2 separate regions of the Danio rerio genome follow, and region 1 is linked to region 2. The links are chromatin contacts, called in public Micro-C maps. All regions are on one chromosome and are shown on one strand. The core of a region is the stretch at or near the end of the contact, and the rest is flanking DNA. Distances in the headings are between cores, read along the strand shown.

What was found. Hi-C and Micro-C count contacts between places; a contact is called where the count stands out from the background.
Region 1: a Micro-C map of caudal fin shows a contact between it and region 2, with 20 times the contacts expected there. The contact joins the enhancer-like site here to the promoter of sipa1l3 in region 2. A contact is called at or near these places in 3 of 18 Hi-C or Micro-C datasets (caudal fin, hematopoietic stem cells and an unstated tissue) and 3 of 4 datasets of contacts at active chromatin or transcription factors (caudal fin, embryo and gastrula embryo).

The regions. Positions count from the first base shown.
Region 1 is chr18:40,109,552-40,112,789 of GRCz12tu, reverse strand. sipa1l3 (signal-induced proliferation-associated 1 like 3) reads right to left here. Exons shown (of 24, transcript XR_012394071.1): 14 at 2,049-2,170. Among named protein-coding and RNA genes, the nearest start is that of qpctla, 32 kb to the left of the region's middle. Within about 2 kb of position 1,964, at least 5 of the 62 cell types and tissues checked have an H3K27ac peak or open chromatin away from gene starts, as enhancers often do. A contact at or near this core is called in caudal fin, where this site is marked.
Region 2 is chr18:39,937,213-39,940,535 of GRCz12tu, reverse strand. sipa1l3 (signal-induced proliferation-associated 1 like 3) reads right to left here and starts at 1,999. Exons shown (of 24, transcript XR_012394071.1): 1 at 1,802-1,999.

The sequences.
Region 1 (3,238 bases), core at 715-3,214, 170 kb before region 2:
TAAATACTACTTATTGATTTATTCATTTATTTATAAATGTTACATTTTATTTATTTATTTTAATTTCATTTATTTATTACTTTAATTTATTAAAATAATATTTTTACATTTATTTATACATTTATTTTAAATTCATTTATTTAAAAATGTATTTATTAATTTATTTTTATTTTTAGTTTATTTTATTTTAATTTCATTTATTTATTTTCATTTATTTTTAATTTATTTACATTTAATTATTTATTAAAAATTGTATTAATTTATTTTAATTGTAACTTATTCATTTAAGTTAATAAATTTTTGTTTATTTAAAATTTATTTATTTCAATTTTATTTATTAATTTAAAAGTTTTTTTTTATTTATTGACACTTATTTTTAGTGTAAAATTCTTACTTATGTTTAAATGCCAAAACTTTTTTTCGGTTATTTTTAAGTCCAAAGAGAATTGGACTATTGTTTGTTTTTTTATTATTGTTTTGTGTCGTATTATTTAGGTTACTGAGCAGCAATAAACAACACTTTAAAATATAAGGAGTTTTCATGTGATTTTCTAAACTAGCTGTGTTTTGAAATTAACGAATGCATAATAATCGTGATAACAGTGATTATTCCTCAGACTTTAATCGCACAACCAAAATCTATAATCGTTGCATCCCTAACCCAAACCCCTTGACAGCACAGTTTGGAATCCTGTCAGAATATATTAAAATTAAATTAATTACAGGCCGATAGTGTAGCCTTTGCAACCTTATGAATTGGAAGTCCGCAGCTCCCCCTTCTTTTCGGCAATGCGTTTCTGATTTCCTACATCCTCTTCAAATGGAAAAGATTCGGTTTGCAATAAAACAAAAGCCAGAACAGTTCCAGAAAGTCTGGAGCCCTTTTCTCATTTTTTTAAGGAGACAGTTGTATCTTAATTGACATTTTTTCTTTCTTTTATTTGTATTATATATTTATTTATTTATTCAATAAAAATTTTTATTTGATTATTTTATTTTTGTTATCTTATGTTTGTATATCTTTGTGTATAAATGTTGTATTTTACCTTTTATTTATACTGTATACTTATTTAGTGTATAATTATGTTTTCCTGATCATTTCTTGTTTGGTAAATTGTAGCAGTGCATATTTCTATATGTATCAATATTATCTACATTTTAATGTCTGACCTAAGCTGAACCGGAAAAAAAAAATGATAAAGAAAGTAAAAATAGAAGTAAAAAGAAAAGTGAGACATCACTGAATTGAAATGTTATTACATAATTAAAAACTGTTCAGATTGGTTTTGTTCACCAGAATTAATCACTAAAAGCTGATCTGACAACTGAAGTCAGCAGTTAGCTAAAGAGATTGCCTCTCTTCTTTGTTTTTAATAATAAGATTGTTGTTGAGTCAGTCATTTTGTTAGTGTCATTTTAGTATTATTTTATGGGTCACACTTTACAATAAGGTTCATTAGTTAATGTTAATTAATGCATTTACTAACATGAACAAACAATGAAAAATACATTTACTACTGTATTTGTTCATGTTAGTTAACATTAGTTAATGAAAATACAGTAGTTCATTGTTAGTTTGTCAACTCATGGTGCATTAACTAATGTTAACAAGCATGGACTTGGATGTTAATAATGCATTAGTAAATGTTCAATTATGATTAATAAATGCTGTACATGCGTTGTTCATGATTAGTTCATGTTCGTAAATGCATTAACTAATGAACCTTATTGTAAAGTGTTACCGCTTTATACTATTATTGTTTCTTCCCCCTTGTTTTCTGTATTGGCTTACATTTTTAGTTTAATATTCTTTTTTTTTTTTTCTATAAAACTATTAAGTTTTAGTTTTCTATAATTTAAAATCAGAAATCAACTTAAAGAAAGGTTTTTAATTTCTCAGTTGTTCCATCTAAAGGCATATTTTCCGAGTTCACCCAGCAGAGGGCAGAGTTCACAAAGTGATAGTGCCATATACAAAAAACAAACCAAACAGTTTTAAAGACTCCATGCCTTTGTAGTTTTGCAGTGTCTTTCTTTTTTTTTTTTACCTGACTTGTTGCGCTCCATTGTGCTTTCTTGACTAGTGAAACCAGAAGATGATTCTCCGCTTGAGACATCAACAGTAATATGTGGGTCAAACGGCTGGAGAGGCCGCTGTACAGACCCAAACCTACACACACACAACAAACACAAACAAGTTAACATTGAATATATTCTGGCTTCCTAAAATCATCTAGCTAAACTTATAAGATATTATATACAGTAGTTAATTAACATCTTTCAAGCTAAATTTTGCAAAAGCAAAATGCCAACAGTAAAACAAACCCATTCCAGCACATTCTGTAGATTAAAAAACCCATCAGGAGCCAGTTTTGAAACAGTGTGACTAGGTTTGCATCATACACACTCCATAATGAGTACTGAGTCTGTTAGAGCCTGAGTGTTCTGTCACTCGTCACCCTGTGTGTCTGAGTGATGTTCAGCTGAATCTGACAGGACTATTAATAGCACTCATTAGCACATCCCGCTGAATCACCACCAGAAAAAGCCCGTGTCAAATACTGACGGACCAACAGTACCCTAACATCTCTCCACAACACTCCAATGCATTTGAAACTGCTTACAAGTCAGGGAAAGTAAAAAAAAACATTAAAATAACGATGAAATATATTTATCAACTACCTTTTTGCTAAAACTAAGAAACACAAGAAAATTAACAAATATTGTTGACAACTAAATGACTAAAATGTACGAAAAAATGGCTCTTTATTCTTGTCAACACAGATTTAGTTATGATTCATTAGATGAGCAGATGAGCACAGCAGCTGTCAACTTTTGGTTGTTTCAAGCCATAGGGCTATTCAATTTATTCAACCTGGGCTCTGAGGCACTTAGTTCTGGTTTTTAAGTAGCCCAATGTGAAAAGATATCACTGGAAAGAATTTAATCAAGTCAGACAATGAGCAGTACAGTTAAGAAGTAATGCGAGTCTGCCAGCCTCTCCTGAAAGACATGAACATAAATTATGAGAAGGTGAATCTAAGTAAAAACAATCTAATTATGAATTAACTGTAAGGTAAATCAATAATGATCCTATTGGTATCAAGGTTTTAATCTAGACTAGACAAAATCCAGACTAAAACACCTAGATGTTTAATTTGAAACTAGACAAAGACTAAAATTAGACTAAAACACATACCTCCGGTTTCACAGACAAGGATTAAGCCTAGTCCTAGAC
Region 2 (3,323 bases), core at 750-3,249:
TTTACCTCAGTATTTCCAATGGAATTTCTGCGCTAGCCTGTTGCTACTGACGGTGCTAGTGGTTACAACTTCCTTTCTATCTTGTTTTATGCTTAAACAACTAAATAAATGCTTAAGTCTATTTAACTGGATGTATTGTAAATACATCACAACATCAATGCGGTAAAAACAACCTTGCAAAATTGAAAATAGTCACGGAAGTTGGCTTCAAAACTCTGGCTATGCATAGAGCCCATTTCAGTCCGAATATTCAAAGTCCCATGGTAAACAATATAAGGAGCTGTGGTGAATGAATGTGCGAAGATAAAACAAACTTTACCTCAATTTGCTTGATTACTCATTCATATGTTGGGTAGGCTAAATTGTCCGTAGTGTATGAGTGTGTGTGTGTGAATAAGTGTGTGTGGATGTTTCCCAGAGATGGGTTTCGGCTGGAAGGGCATCCGCTGCGTAAAAATGTGCTGGATAAGTTGGCGGTTCATTCCGCTGTGGCGAACCCCGGATTAATAAAGGGACCAAGCCAAAAAGAAAATGAATGAATGACTCATTCATGTTTATAGAAAGTGGTGAGGATGATACAATAACATCTGACACAACACGCTTTTAAATGTTGCCTGTTTTTTTTTTTTTTTGTAAATAGTATTATTGTATTGAGTTTACATCATATATTTTGCCACCAACAAAGGGATAGCATAGGGAGAATTTATATTTACATGCAGTCTGCTAAACTGTTGTGAAGAACTTACAGATTTACATTTCCTGTCATCTAACATTCATCGTTTTAAAATTTAGATCATGAAAATAAAAATGCAAAGCAAATATAAAATTGTAGTTTAGTTTGAATAGCTAAATAAAAGATGAGTCTTATATCCTCATTTATCACAAAAGCTATAATAATAAACCTTGATGTATCAAGTAGGTTTCAAAACATTTGAAAACATATATTTTGTCTAAATGTTCGATATGCTGTAAACGTTCTGATCATGTCAGGCTTTTTAGGGCTAAGGCAAATGACAGCTATTCGACAACTTTTGTATTATTCTGAGAAATGAAATTCAATATACTATTTCAGAGTGAGTAAATAATGACAGAATATTCCTTTAATTCTGTAACAACACATAAGCCACCTGTTGTTATTAAGATTACGAAGGTAAATTCCAAATGGCCTTCTGCCACAACCAAAAACACATCGTTTAACAATCAAAACAGTGCATGAATCTATTAATTGTGTTAAACGTGAAACACAAAACTCACACCAAACAGCAAATGCATGCCTAAACAAACTGCCAGAGAACAATCATCCAGCAAGATCTACTGGCCAAGAAGCTTTTCCATTGGGTTCTCCAAGGGTTCTGCATGTGCTGAAACTTTACGAGAAAACACTCACCAGCAACCAACATTCATTTTAAGATGCTAAAAGGGACATTAACTTCTGTAAAACAAGCACACCATTGTGTGGAACTTGTAGTCTCACTATTATAGCACGGCCTTTAGTCCAGGTGAGTAAAAACTACATCGTGCTGACGCATGCGCGCTAACTAATCAGGAAGAACTAAAACGTTTATATTCGCTAACGTTTTGTTCAGTTAATGAAAATACAGCACAGAGATCCCAAGCCCAGCACAATAACCACTGTTTGCTGCAGAAAACCCACCGTTGGCCTCTAAATGCTGGTGTATATACTAAACAAACATGACAAATCTGAAAGCTCTCTAAAGGCTACTGAGTTTTACTCGCCACTTCGCATTGTTGATTTAAACCTGATCGTAGAAACTAATTATCCCCGCTAAACGTCTCTTACCTTATCCGACCCGGGAACGCGTGAGAGGGGAAACTTCCCTAAATTCCCCTAAGGAGACATGTGTAGTCCGTAAAACGTTTGAGAAATCCTGTGGATATTGTCGCTTTTCGCCCCAGCGCCGATCGCCAACGAGGAATTCTTCTTGGCTCCCACATTCGTTATTCCTCTTCCTCCCAGCCAACCGAAACCACGACGCCCGGCTGCTACTCGCGCACACACTTGCAGCACACTGCGCATGCGCGGGGCTGCATTCACAAGTGTCTGTCTGTAGTATTGTATGAAAGAGAGCGAATTCCGCAATGTAACGTGGAGTGCGGTGGGTTATGGTTTACAGTTTAATTCACAATATTACGATCAGCACACAGTGCACGTGCACTGCATGCATACAAACAAAATCACTTTAATTTAACATGTCCTCCATTCAACTGCACAGTCTTTCTAGCTTTTTGTTTTGACCGAGCCAAAGTTTGCTTCTAAATTCCTCATATATTCATTGTAAATATGATTTTCCTTACTGACCGGAGAAAAATCCACACTGTGCATGTCGTTTCCAATGCTATGATCCATTTGGTAAACAAGAGGAAGAAGCTAAACGTTATGTTACTATTTTGTACCTCGACTGAATGGGAAAAGCAACATTATTGATAATAACTGGGGTGTGTAAATTCCATTTTGATTGTGCTGTGCAGGACAATGAGGATTTCCACATGGAAATGAATGTGCTTTGATGCCACTGCATGACGTCAGACTGCAGTGTCATGTCTTTTCGCGTATTTCAGCGCATTTTGCCAGCAGCACGTGCTAAATGTGCAACAGAGGCGATTTACGGTTGTAAAGAAAATCCTTTTTTGGTGAGCTCATGTCGTAGTATGACACATATTTAGATGCCATGGCTATCTATAGTGCGTTATACTTAGCAGGCAGATCATGTACATTTTTAATGTAGTGTATAGCACACTCTTGCGGTTCATTTTGTTATTACAACTGACATTATTTACAATATTTTGCTTTATGTTCATCATAAGAAAGTGCATGCATGAAGTCAGTACTTCTTCTTAGAGCACATTTCTCATAATTAATTGTGCTTAAATTAATGTGAATAATCATCTTCAATATTATCAATATTCAATCCTAATTATTAACTATATAAGCAAACAAACCAATTGTGAAAAACTATTTGACAATCTACAATGACAAACAGGATTTCTGCAAACAATTTATATCCAACTCAGACTCAACTTTATTATCCGGTTTAGGGAAACAAATTGCAGCAAGGTGCTATAATACAGGTAAGGTTCCATGTACACATTACCAAAATATTACCACACAAAACATACACTACATCATTTTTTAGAGGCATCTCCCTCCCCGCTGGACTCATTTAATTACCTAATGGCCAACATTATAAAATAATTTCTAATTCTATTTGTTCTCCAAATAGGAACTGTAAAATGACGTGGCAACGGCTGAAACACAGAGTATAGGCTACAATTGGTGATCCAGGGTGCATAAAATACTCTGA